Regions from separate parts of the Mus musculus genome. Here region 1 is linked to region 2. The links are chromatin contacts, called in public promoter capture Hi-C maps. All regions are on one chromosome and are shown on one strand. The core of a region is the stretch at or near the end of the contact, and the rest is flanking DNA. Distances in the headings are between cores, read along the strand shown.

The links. Promoter capture Hi-C pulls out the DNA fragments that hold promoters and counts their contacts.
Region 1: a promoter capture Hi-C map of pre-B cells shows a contact between it and region 2, with 6 times the contacts expected there. The contact joins the promoter of Nras here to the promoter of Ttf2 in region 2.

Annotation. Positions count from the first base shown.
Region 1 is chr3:103,055,821-103,061,629 of GRCm38.p6, forward strand. Nras (neuroblastoma ras oncogene) reads left to right here and starts at 2,465. Exons shown (of 7, transcript NM_010937.2): 1 at 2,465-2,620; 2 at 3,085-3,212; 3 at 4,381-4,559. The coding sequence starts at 3,102. It overlaps Csde1 (cold shock domain containing E1, RNA binding), which reads left to right. Exons shown (of 19, transcript NM_001161854.2): 18 at 525-657; 19 at 1,066-2,366. The coding sequence ends at 1,113.
Region 2 is chr3:100,966,919-100,972,896 of GRCm38.p6, forward strand. Ttf2 (transcription termination factor, RNA polymerase II) reads right to left here and starts at 2,745. Exons shown (of 23, transcript NM_001013026.2): 1 at 2,702-2,745; 2 at 2,515-2,617; 3 at 88-174. The coding sequence starts at 2,729.

The sequences.
Region 1 (5,809 bases), core at 1,215-3,714, 2.1 Mb after region 2:
GGTACTATGATGCGTTAGCACTGTGTGTGCTGTAGCTTAAATACTAAACGGTTATATGATCCTTGTACTTAAGAGTTTAGCTTATTGGCTCGCTCTTTCTGTCTACTCACTTTTAGACTTTGTGCTGCTGAAATGTTTGAGATAGGTCTCAGTTTTATACCTTAGTCATTCTAACTTATGCTATTAGGTTTTTAATCTCAACATTGTTCCTTTAAGAGATAGGAATCTAGACCTATTTCTTCATATTTGGCTTTTTTTCAAGATTTTTTTTTTTTAACATCTTTTACCTTGTTTTGTGTATCTGGAATTAGTCTCTCTGTTGACAAGTCTAGGATTCTTTATAGCTCCAATGCTGTTGAAACTCTGAGCTGGGAAGTATATATAAACTTGTCTGTCTTGTCTTGCTAGCTAAGATGAGGCAAGAAGAGTCTCCCTCATTAAAAGTGAGTCATTTGGGTAGGGAACATACAACTGCTTGCCTTCTTCCCAGCAATTGTTGGTTCTTCTCACTTTCACTCTTACAGTGAAGGCCCCAAAGCTGTTGCAGCTCCTCGACCTGACCGGTTGGTCAATCGCCTAAAGAACATCACCCTGGATGATGCCAGTGCTCCACGTCTAATGGTTCTTCGTCAGCCAAGGGGACCAGATAACTCAATGGTATGATTTCATTAGGGATGTGAGGGAGGTCAACTAATAATCTTACTTGAGCTTAAAGAAGTTAGTGAAGCAAGCAAGGGTTGCTTATCACTAATTTGGACTCCCTAACACATTAATTCAGACCCTAATAGAGTAGATGCTTTCTATAAGAAGCACTTCTTTCCGTTTTGAGATAGGGTCTCATATGTAGATTAGAGTGGCCTTGAACTCCCCACTCTCTGCTTTGCCCATGGTAGGATAACTGATTACACCAAGAAGTGCATTTCTTGGTATATTCTATTTAATAAGTTTCTTACTCTTAGGAGAGAATTGGTAGTGGATATGATAAATACTTTCATAGTTGATTTTAGAATTGTATGTTGTGATTGTCAATACACTCAAATCATTAACTGTTATATTTCTTCATAGGGATTTGGTGCAGAAAGAAAGATCCGTCAAGCTGGTGTCATTGACTAACCACGTCCACAAAGCACATCATTAATTCACTATGGTCGAGTTGGGGGGATTCTGGTGAAGGGTTCTGAATATCTTTCTCTTCATCCCTCCCAAAATCTGGAATACTTATTCTATTGAGCTATTACACCAGTTTTAACACCTTCCTCGTGTTATGTTTAAAGAAAAAAATAAATAAATTTAAGAAACCATTTTAAAATTATGCACAGTTGCAGCCTGGAAAACTTAAAGGTGGCGCCTTATAGTGTCAATTTAGGAGCTTTATTTGGTGCATTTAACGCAACTGGTAATTGCAAATTCCACTTGGCCTGTGTAAGTGAACAATGCAGACTGTTACTTTGTTGGCCCTATGAAATTCTGCACTCTAGTCAGTATATACTCTACCTTCATGACTTAACACTCAGCTGCATTCTTTTCCTATTTTTTCCCTGTTCATTATGCTTTAATTCTGAGGACCATATGAAGGTAGAATATATTACCTTTAAAAATTGCAAAAATTTATATAGCAAACGATATTCTTAAGTTGATGGCCAAATGTTAAAATGTTATTTTCATATCATTTATAATCTTGTCACAATCCACTTAACGAAGTTTGATTACATTTCAGTGAAAATTATCTTCCCGAGTAGTTTTTTTTTTTTTTTCTTCCTGGGATGGGGGGGGTAAATAACTTTACTACAATTAGTATGTGTGGTGCAGAATTTCATGCAAATGAAGTGTGCCAGCAGTGTGATAATTTAAACATATTTAAACAAAAGACGAATGCACAAAATTGCTGCTGCTTAGATCACTGCAGCTTCTAGGACCCAGTTTCTTTTACTGATTTAAAAACAAAATGAACAAAAAAATAATAATAATAAAAAAGTTGTGCCTGAAATGAATCCTGTTTTTTTTAATAAATAGCCCCGTGGTTCCAGTGCCCTGTTCAATACAGGCACTTGATCCTTGGTGTAGCTTCTGTTCAACTTTGTATCACGGGAACGGATTGGCCTGATTTCTCGGCCTTCATCTTGAATTGGCCCCAAACAGGGTCCCTGGCAAGTGGAGTGAAGGCTTTTTGTCTAACAATGACAAGGGTCAGCTCAGGGGTTGTCGGGGAGGGCGCTTTCATCTTCCCCGTTGTCATTTGAGGTTTTGAACTCTGGGTAAAGAGGCCGTTTATCTTTGTAAACACAAAACATTTTTGCTTTCTCCGGTTTTATGTTAATGGCGAAAGAATGGAAGCGAATAAAGTTTTACTGATTTTTGAGACACTAGCACCTAGCGCTTTCATTATTGAAATGGGGGCGGGGCGGGGCTGGACTGGGTGCGGCCGGCTGCAAGACTCTAGTCGTCGGCCCACGTGGCTGGGGCGGGGACTGGGGCGCCTTGGGCGCCTAGTGATTACGTAGCGGGTGGGGCCGGAAGTGCCGCTCCCTGGCGGGGGCTGTTCATGGCGGTTTCGGGGTCTCCAACAGCTTCTCAGGTTGAAGTCCAAAAGCCTCCCGAGGCGGGGTCTGCGGAGTTTGAGGTAAAGCTCCGGCCTGCCTGGCGTCGGACTTCTCAGCGTGTGAACGCCTGGCGGGGCGGGGAGACGCGGAGACTTGGCGAGCTGAAACAAAGGCTTGGGTGGGGGACTCTGGCTGGCTCTGGGGTGATTTTCGGAGCCGGAAAGGGGAGTTTCGGGAAGTGGTTGTGCCAGGCGGACCCCAGAGCTTGGGTTTGCAGGAATTGGAAGAGGGGGGTTCTTTTCCCGTAAACTGAGGGCGGGGCCGAGTAGATTGAAAAAATAGTCGCTGGTCTTTAATCCAATAATCTGGCCCGCACTCATCTGCAAGGAATGCTATGTTTCTGAATCACTTTGAGAACTTAGTGGAAGGCCACGTGTATCGAATGGGTGCCTTAGAAACAGAAGAGTTTGGTAAACTCATAGAAGCCCTTGAAGTATTGTAGGTTTGGTTTGCCAGTTTAATCGTAATTGCTGCTTTTCTACAGGTTTTTGCTGGTGTGAAATGACTGAGTACAAACTGGTGGTGGTTGGAGCAGGTGGTGTTGGGAAAAGCGCCTTGACGATCCAGCTAATCCAGAACCACTTTGTGGATGAATATGATCCCACCATAGAGGTGAGGCCCAGCCCCTGCCTGGCCCTTATCCTCACTTTGGGCTTTCTCTTGCCCATAACGGCTCTTTGAAAGTAAAGAGAAGAGAAAGCAAGGAGGTATTCCAAAAAAGCAGTAAACAAGTTCGTGCTTACTGAGGATTTCCTTTTAAAAGAACACAGTTTTCATTGTTTCTTTATGTCACAGCTCTTTAATAGAAACGTAGGTCACAAGGAAAAAGATTGTAGGCGATCATACAGTGAGGATAGAGAACTCAGAGCTCTGGATAGTCTGAAGTTGTCATTTTTGATCTAGTCCAGATTGAGTTGGGGTAGAAACAAGTTGAGATTTTGAGTCATTGTATCTAGGAATTTCTTCACAATTTAGTTACGGATATTGAGGAAAATCACCTAAATCCTTACAAGTCTCATATTTCTATATGACGTTAAATTTCTATCACTTCCCTGGGATTAATGGTGCAGGTATGTATAAGTCCAATTTGTAAGCATTCAAGAGGCTGAGGGAGGAGGTTTCAATTTCTAGGCTTGCCTGAACTACTTACTGAGGCCCTGTTTACAAAAACCAAATATTTTTTTCATGTGTAAACCTGTTCTAACACACAGGAATGTTAGTTAAATTCAGATGTCTACACAGGTTACATTTTAATATATTCATGAAACAAAATATAAGCACATTTCCAAAACCACAGATAAGGTCTTCTAAGTTTGGACTATTATATAATAAAAATAAGAATTTGGCCATAAATCCATACTAGATGTTTCTGGTTTTGTTATTTTTTATTAGTGGTTTTGTTTTCTTTGGTTTTTTGTTTTTGTTGTTGTTGTTGTTATTGTTTGTTTGTTTTTTGTTTTTGTCTTAACCTCATAACTCAGGCTGGTTTTGTTTTTGTTTTGTTTTTTTTTGAAACAGGGTCTCACTGCACTACCCTGGCTGGCCTGAGACTTGAACTCACAGATATAAATTCACCTGCCCTTATGTCATGTGTGCATGCATGCGTGTGATTATGTATGTGTATGTTTGTTTGCTATTCATGCTACTGTTAGCGGGTTGAGGGTAAATCACATAGGTAGGCGTATTCATCCTGGTTAATTACATTTCTCTGGTTTTAAATAAAGATTGAGCCTGTCCTTGTCCCCCCCACCACCACCTCCTCACTCTTTCATATTCCCAGGATTCTTACCGAAAGCAAGTGGTGATTGATGGTGAGACCTGCCTGCTGGACATACTGGACACAGCTGGACAAGAGGAGTACAGTGCCATGAGAGACCAGTACATGAGGACAGGCGAAGGGTTCCTCTGTGTATTTGCCATCAATAATAGCAAATCATTTGCAGATATTAACCTCTACAGGTACTGGGGATATTTTCTGAAACAAAAAATTTGTATGTGCTCTGAAACTATACTAAAGTATATGGACTTAGGAAACATACAACTTTTTAACATTTTGGTGATATTGTTTTGTTTTGTTTTGTTTTGTGGAGGCCAGAACAAGTGCAACAGCAGATATGTGCCATGGGAGGCAGAAGACAGCTAATAAAAGCTCCCTCCTTAGGGCCTGGGCATCTTGGCTTAGTTAGCAGGCGCCTTTGCCCATGGACCATCTTTAAACCCCAAATATTAAAAAGAATCTGCTAGGCAGTGATGGTGCACACCTTTAATCCCAGCACTCAGGAGGCAAAGGCAGGCGGATTTCTAAGTTCGAGGCCAGCCTGGTTTACAGAGTGAGTTCCAGGACAGACAGGGCTACACAGAGAAACCCTGTCTCAAAAAACAAAAGAAAGAAAAAGAGAAGAATCTGATTTTCACTGAGTGTGTGGTGTACTGTCACGGTACTACTCGGGAAATGGGGTCTGCTACAGAGTAACAGTAAGACTTCTCAGAGAACTGGTGAGTTTCAGAGCTATTTGGGCCCTAAGGATTTTAGTACAACATTCTTACTCATTTTACATTTTTGAGACAGGATGTTGCTATGTATCCCAGACTTACCTTGAATTTAGCACTTGGCCTCAGCCTTCCAAGTGCTAACTTTATAGGTATATGCCAACACTCCCAGCCAATATTCTGAGTTCAGAGGTGTTAGATTTTCAGAGTTGTTGTGATTTTTCTGTTTGTTTGTTTAAGTTTGGTCTGGTTTTAAAGACAGGGTTTCTTTGTGTGGCCTGGAACTCTTTGATCAGGCTAGCCTTGAACTCACAGAGCTCCACCTGCCTCTGCCTCTGCCTCCCCAGTTCTGGGATTAAAGGCATGCACCACCACTGCCCATCCATATAGCAGAGGTAGACCCCCAAAACACTGGGTCTCTCTCTCTTACAGCAGCATTCTATCTTTAGTCACTGTCAAAGTTAAAACATGGCTCTGTTATTAATTAGCTAAGTAACTTTAGGACAAAATACTAAATCTGTGTGTCTCTGTGTTTCTGAATTTATTATAAGAATACCTCCATCAGCCGGGCGTAGTGGCGCACGAGGTGTTGGCAGACTTACAAAGTATACACAATGGGTCAGACACTGTTCTGAATATGTATGAATTTGTTTACTCTTGGCAACTTTATGGGGGAGGTATTCTTTTTTAAGAAGATTTAGTTTTATTTCTGGGTACGC
Region 2 (5,978 bases), core at 1,495-3,994:
GACTGTAACTCTTTCAAGATTGGGGGTGTGTGTGTGTATGTGTGGATATGTGTGTGTGTGTGGGGGGGGGTTCCTCTGGACACTCACCTCCATTCTTTCTTGTCCTGTGGTAGAAACAAACCCTGAAGCTCGACCACAAACTCCTCATGCAATAAACAGTGAGAAACAGGAATACTAGAAGAGAAGAATACAATAAAATAACTTTATTAGAAGACAAGAAATAGAGAGAGGTCAACAGTCTGAAGTCAAATCCAAGCTTGAATTTTTATTTTTATTTACATATTTGGAGACAGAGTCTCACTGAGTAGCCCTGGCTGGCCTGGGAGTCACTACCTAGACCAGTGTGGCCTCAGACTTGCAGCAATCCTTCTTCTGCCTCTTGAGTCCTAGGATCACAGGTGTGTGCCACCACACCCAGCCCAGCCACAGATGTTACACCAAGGTGTCCTGGGTTTGTAAGTCCCACAGATGGTTGGTTACCTGTGTGGCTTCCTGAGGAAAGGATCCATAGTCTTTCCCTCTTCTCACTTTCTAAACCAAAGCATGGCCATAATTATTATTATTGTTATTATTTTGGTTGTTTGAGACAGGGTTTCTCTGTGTAGCCCTGGCTGTCCTGGAACTCACTCTGTATTTTTTTCTTCCTGACTGTCCTATGATGCCCACATTGCAACCCTCCCAGGGATGGCTTATAGTCTAAGGCAGGCTATAGGGCAGGCCTGCTGTGACTTCTCCTCAGGTTCTCCCATTACCCTTTATCCATTAATACCCTATTAGGTGCCACGTGCTGTTACTCACGTGTCTCCCTCTTACAATAACTTACTCATGTGCTGCTTGCCTGGCATAAAATCTTAAATGTCCCTCCTTATTACTTATAGAAGAAAAATATGTGAACAGGTTTGAGTGAAGGTCTAAAGCATTCTCCCGTGACTTGTAAAACTGTCTGCAGTCTGCTCCTCAGACACACTGCAAGCCTCGAGTGAAAGTACTGTACTAGTCTGTATTGCAGTGTAGCCATGTAAGTGACACACTGTTTAAGAATCTTCACTCTCTTTTTCAAGATTGATTTATTTCTATTTTATGTTTAGGGATATTTTGCCTGCATGTGTGTCTATACACCAAGTACATGCTGGGCCTTCAGAGGCCAGAAGTGGGCACCCGATCCCCTGGAACTGAAGTTATAGACATTTGACAGCCCCTAAGTGGGTGCTGGAAATTGAAGCTAGGGCCTCTGGAAGAACAGCCAGTGCTCTTAAAGGTTGGCCCATCTCTCCAGTCCACAAGAACATTTCTTTTAATGTTGAAACAAACCTAAGACCAACATTGATGCACAATTCCTATAAACATGAGCACACATGTGTCTTAAAACATTTGAGCAGGGTACCAAATCTCAGTATATTTAGAAACATTATCTATATAATATTTCTAGAAATAAATAGTAAATTCTGGTACAAAGTGGAGACACAAATCATACAAGTTATTCCAGTACTACTATTCATTAGTATATTACTAATATTCATTAGTATATTAGTATAGCTATGATACTGAAAAAAAAATAACCATGCTCTACAAAGTCCAGCTGAATAGAGAGCAGGGAGAAATGTTAAATGACACCACAGTGTAATTTCACTTCGAGAATGTCAACACCCGGTATGTTAAGATTGTCACACTTGCCGGGCGGTGGTGGCGCACGACTTTAATCCCAGCACTTGGGAGGCAGAGGCAGGCGGATTTCTGAGTTCGAGGCCAGCCTGGTCTACAGAGTGAGTTCCAGGACAGCCAGGGCTATACAGAGAAACCCTGTCTGGGAAAAAAAAAAAAAAAAAAAAAGATTGTCACACTTGACTTTCCTCACTTTAGACAAGATGCTTGAGGTTTCTAGGTCTCAGCTTTCACATCTGCAGAACCTGCGATCCACATCAACCTCTGATGTTTCTTTCAGCACTAACTCCCTACAGCAGCGGTTCTCAACCTTCCTAATACCCGTTACAACAGTTATGGTGACCCCAATCATAAAATCATTCCCATTGCTACTTTATAACTGTAATTTTTGCCGTTTTGAATCGCAATGTAAAAATATCTGATTTGCAGGATAACTGAAATGCAACCCCTGTGAAAGCGTCCTTAGATCCTGAAGGTCGTGACCCGCAGGTTGAGAAACACTGCCCTAAAGACTCTGGCTCTCTCTGGGTTGTTAACGTCATGCCACTAGATGAAGGAGAAAAGCTTGTGTCTAATTAACATGTTTTAACCTTAAACGTAAAATTTAAATGGCGACCTAAAATTGGTACAAGACTAGCAAATTAATTCCCATGTCCACTGTTTGTTTACACTTTTTAGAGGGAGCAGAAAGGATGCCGGGGCAAAGGGGAGTGGCTAAGTAAGGCCAGACAGGTGCCTAGAAACTTGAAGCAGACTCTAGAAGGATCGGAGTGTGGGTGAGTCCGCGTCCCAAGGCAGCTGAAGTGACCAGGCTGGGTCACTCCGTGTAACCGGGCCGGGCTGGAGACTCACTCGGTGGCCTGCACGAAGCCGCATGTGTTCGTCCGGCACACGTAGAAGCTCTTTCCCTTATTCGGGCCATCGCGGACGCCGGTCTTTAAGAAGCAGGCGTCCCCTGAGGAAACAAGAAGGTCAGCATCGGCCACTCCAAGCCAGTCCCACAGTCCCCGGGAGGGAAATCCCGAGACTGAGGCCTTACCGTGCTCCGGACACTTAACCAGGTCCATACCGCAGCCAGGAAGCCCTGGCCCGCCGGGTTTCCGTCTTTGACTCCGCCCCGTCCCGCCCACCACAACACTCCACCAATCAAGCGGGAGAGTCTCTCACTTTCAACCAATTACAGTCTCCCTCAGGCTTGGCGCGCTCTGAAATCAAACTTGGAGTGAGGAGGCGTGGCTGAGCTCCAGTGAGGACGCCGGCATGCTCCCTGGCTTGGGGAAAGCAGGACTTGGAGAGAAGTGGACGAGGCTGAGCTTGGGAGACTCCAGAGGAACCACTAGACCCAGAGGGAGCCAGAGCCGCTTGCCTGCTCGGGAAGCAGCCACTGTGGGCGGGAACACTTCAACTTGAGGCGGCCAAAAGGCGGGAGCATCCCTTAAAACTTTGGGAATCTACTGCATAGTCTGTAATAAGCACAAAGACTCCCTTAGGACCCCGGGCAACCTTTAAATGAGTGCAGGGCGTCCACGGGGTCACCAAAGATTGAACATCTGCACAGATCTCAGTTCCAGGTTCCGCGCTCTTTGAGTCTTAGGCTGCCTTCCCCTGGTGAGGTTCTAAGGACCGCCTGGTGTGGACGCCCTGGGTCTGAGAGAAGAACCTGAGGGCAATACAAGACCTTGCGTGCTTACTAATTTTACATTGTGTGTTTTGCATTGTCAAACCTTTTGAACTTATTTTGCATTTGTACTTTTAAAAAACCGAGAGTGACGCATGGTGGCGCACGCCTTTAATCCCAGCACTTGGAAGGCAGAGGCAGGCAGATTTCTGAGTTCAATGCCAGTCTGGTCTACAAAGTGAGTTCCAGGACAGCCAGGGCTACACAGAGAAACCCTGTCTCGAAAAACCAAAAAGAAAAAAAAAAAGAAAGAAAAGGAAAGGAAAGAACTTGTAATGGATTCTTTCAGTGAGCAGAAGGTGAGGAATGACTATCGGAGCTTGGCTGCAATAGCCATGACTTCATATTTCAGCAGTTGAAGATCATGTGTCTTGGAGTGGCACACACAACTGCTATGAGGACAGAAAAGCTGCAATGTCTAAGAAGTCTGGGCTATATGGAGGCTGTAAATGTTTTAGGAGTTCAGAGTCCAGACAGTCCCGAGGTATCATTTATGAATTAAGCAGTTCTTACTAAATAGCTTTTTTGGTGTCCCAAGAGGAGTAGGTGTTTGAGAAATATAAAGTTCATTTAATGCATACATTTAAAGCAACTGTTCTAACCACAAGGGGCTTACTGAGTGGAAGAAGCTGAACTAGCCTCTACCTAATGCTTAAATAAATATAAAATAGTATATAAATGTCAAGATGAATGGAGTCAGCAGCAAACCCCGGAGAGCTTGAGAGAGAGATGAATTTCCAAGTGCACGCAGTGTGGCACGCCCCACCCCAGTTCTCCAGTGAAAGTTTATACAAACAGATTTTCTTTATTCCTAGATTGCAATTCCAAGATCTGTATTATATGCATGTGAAGTGGATACCATCTGAGGAGGTGGAGACCACAAACACTAAGGTTTGGGGAAAGAGGACCACGGTGATTCTTGTAGTGAGAATTTTGGTTTCTTTAAAAAAACACAGAAATATAAAGAATGTTTTGTTTGTTTGTTTGTTTGTTTTAACCCCAGGTGGGGCTGCTTCAGATTGTCCACAGCAGCTGACTGTAATTTGCCTCATGCTCTAACAGGGGTGTGGTTTTGCCAGCTGCAGATGGTTTCTGAGAGTGTGTGGAATTCTGGGGACTCTTCAGAGGGTATATAAATACTAGGGCCTGATACTAGGAACTGATTGGCTGCTCAGCGGTTGGATGCTGTTGACTGTGATTTGTTAAGCAGTTGTGTGCAAAGAGATGAAAAGAAGAAATTAGATATGATGGTGAAGAAGCTCAAACTTGCCCCAAGAAACTCGACGCCCCTAATCAGCAGGAAGTTGTCTAACAATAATGTCACCCCTTTCCCCCTCTGCCCTTTTGTCTTTTCTACCTAGTGTTAGGGGGTGGAAAGGAGAGGGGTGGAAAAGAGTGGAATTTTAAAAAATTCACAAAGTACCCAAAAGTCTGGTGATATCTCTCTATATAGATATAGATATAGATAGATATATATCTCCCTCTTTTCCATGTATGCCTACAGGCCAGAAGAGGGCACCAGATCTCATTATAGGTGGTTATGAGCCACCATGTGGTTGCTGGGATTTGAACTCATACAGCAAGAGCTCTTAATCTCGGAGGCATTTCTCCAGCCCCAGGTTACAGGTTCTTTCCTGCACAAGATGACTTTGAGACTAGACAAAGTCCAGGTCTCAAATGCGTCATTCCAGACACCATTTCCTCTGAAGCTGCTCAGCCGCCTTGCACACATCCAGTAAGTAAAAATGGACACAGATAACATACAGCAAGGAAAAATGTTCCTTCTAGAAATCTAGGATGTGCTAAATAAAAACGTTTAGACCCCGGATCATATTAACAGGGGTGGTTTTGGACCAGTGGGACAGCCAAGCAAGTACAGGTTTTGTGCATATATAGTTCATATATGTTCTTAGCCTGAAAACATCTGGAGAGACCTCTGAGAATGAACTGTATATAAATTTCTATTTGGAATGAAGCAGAGGATGTAAGTTTTGGGTTTCTTAATAGCCTTGTCATACTCAGAACAAATGTTTGAGTAAATCCTAAATCTAGATGTTTTAAATGTACAAGTTAACAATAGAAATTATTGACTTATGGGCTGGCCTAAACACAGTTTATGTTGGAATTTGTAGCTGGATTGTGACAGTGACTGCACTTGAACTAAAAAAAAGCTATGTTTGTTTGTTTAGAGATAGAGTCTTAGGATTAACTCAACCTGGTCTTGAACTGGGTATGTTTCCCAGGCTGACTTTCAAAATACAATTCTCCTGCCTCAGCTTCCTATATGATGAGTTTATAGGCATGCATCTCCATGCTTGATTTAGAATAGGTGACTTTTATGAGAACTAAATTGGGTCTCAAGAGAGCTGGGGTTTTTTGTTTGCTTGTTTTCTTTTAAGATTTATTTATTTATTATATGTAAGTATACTGTAGCTGTCTTCAGACACTTCTCTCACTCCAGCCTGGCTGGCTCTGGCCCAAAGATGTATTTATATGAGTACACTGTTGCTGTCTTCAGACACCCCAGAAGAGGGCATCAGATCTCATTACGGATGGTTGTGAGCCACCATGTGGTTGCTGGGATTTGAACTCAGGACCTCTAGAAGAGCATTTAGTGCTCTTAACCGCTGAGCCATCT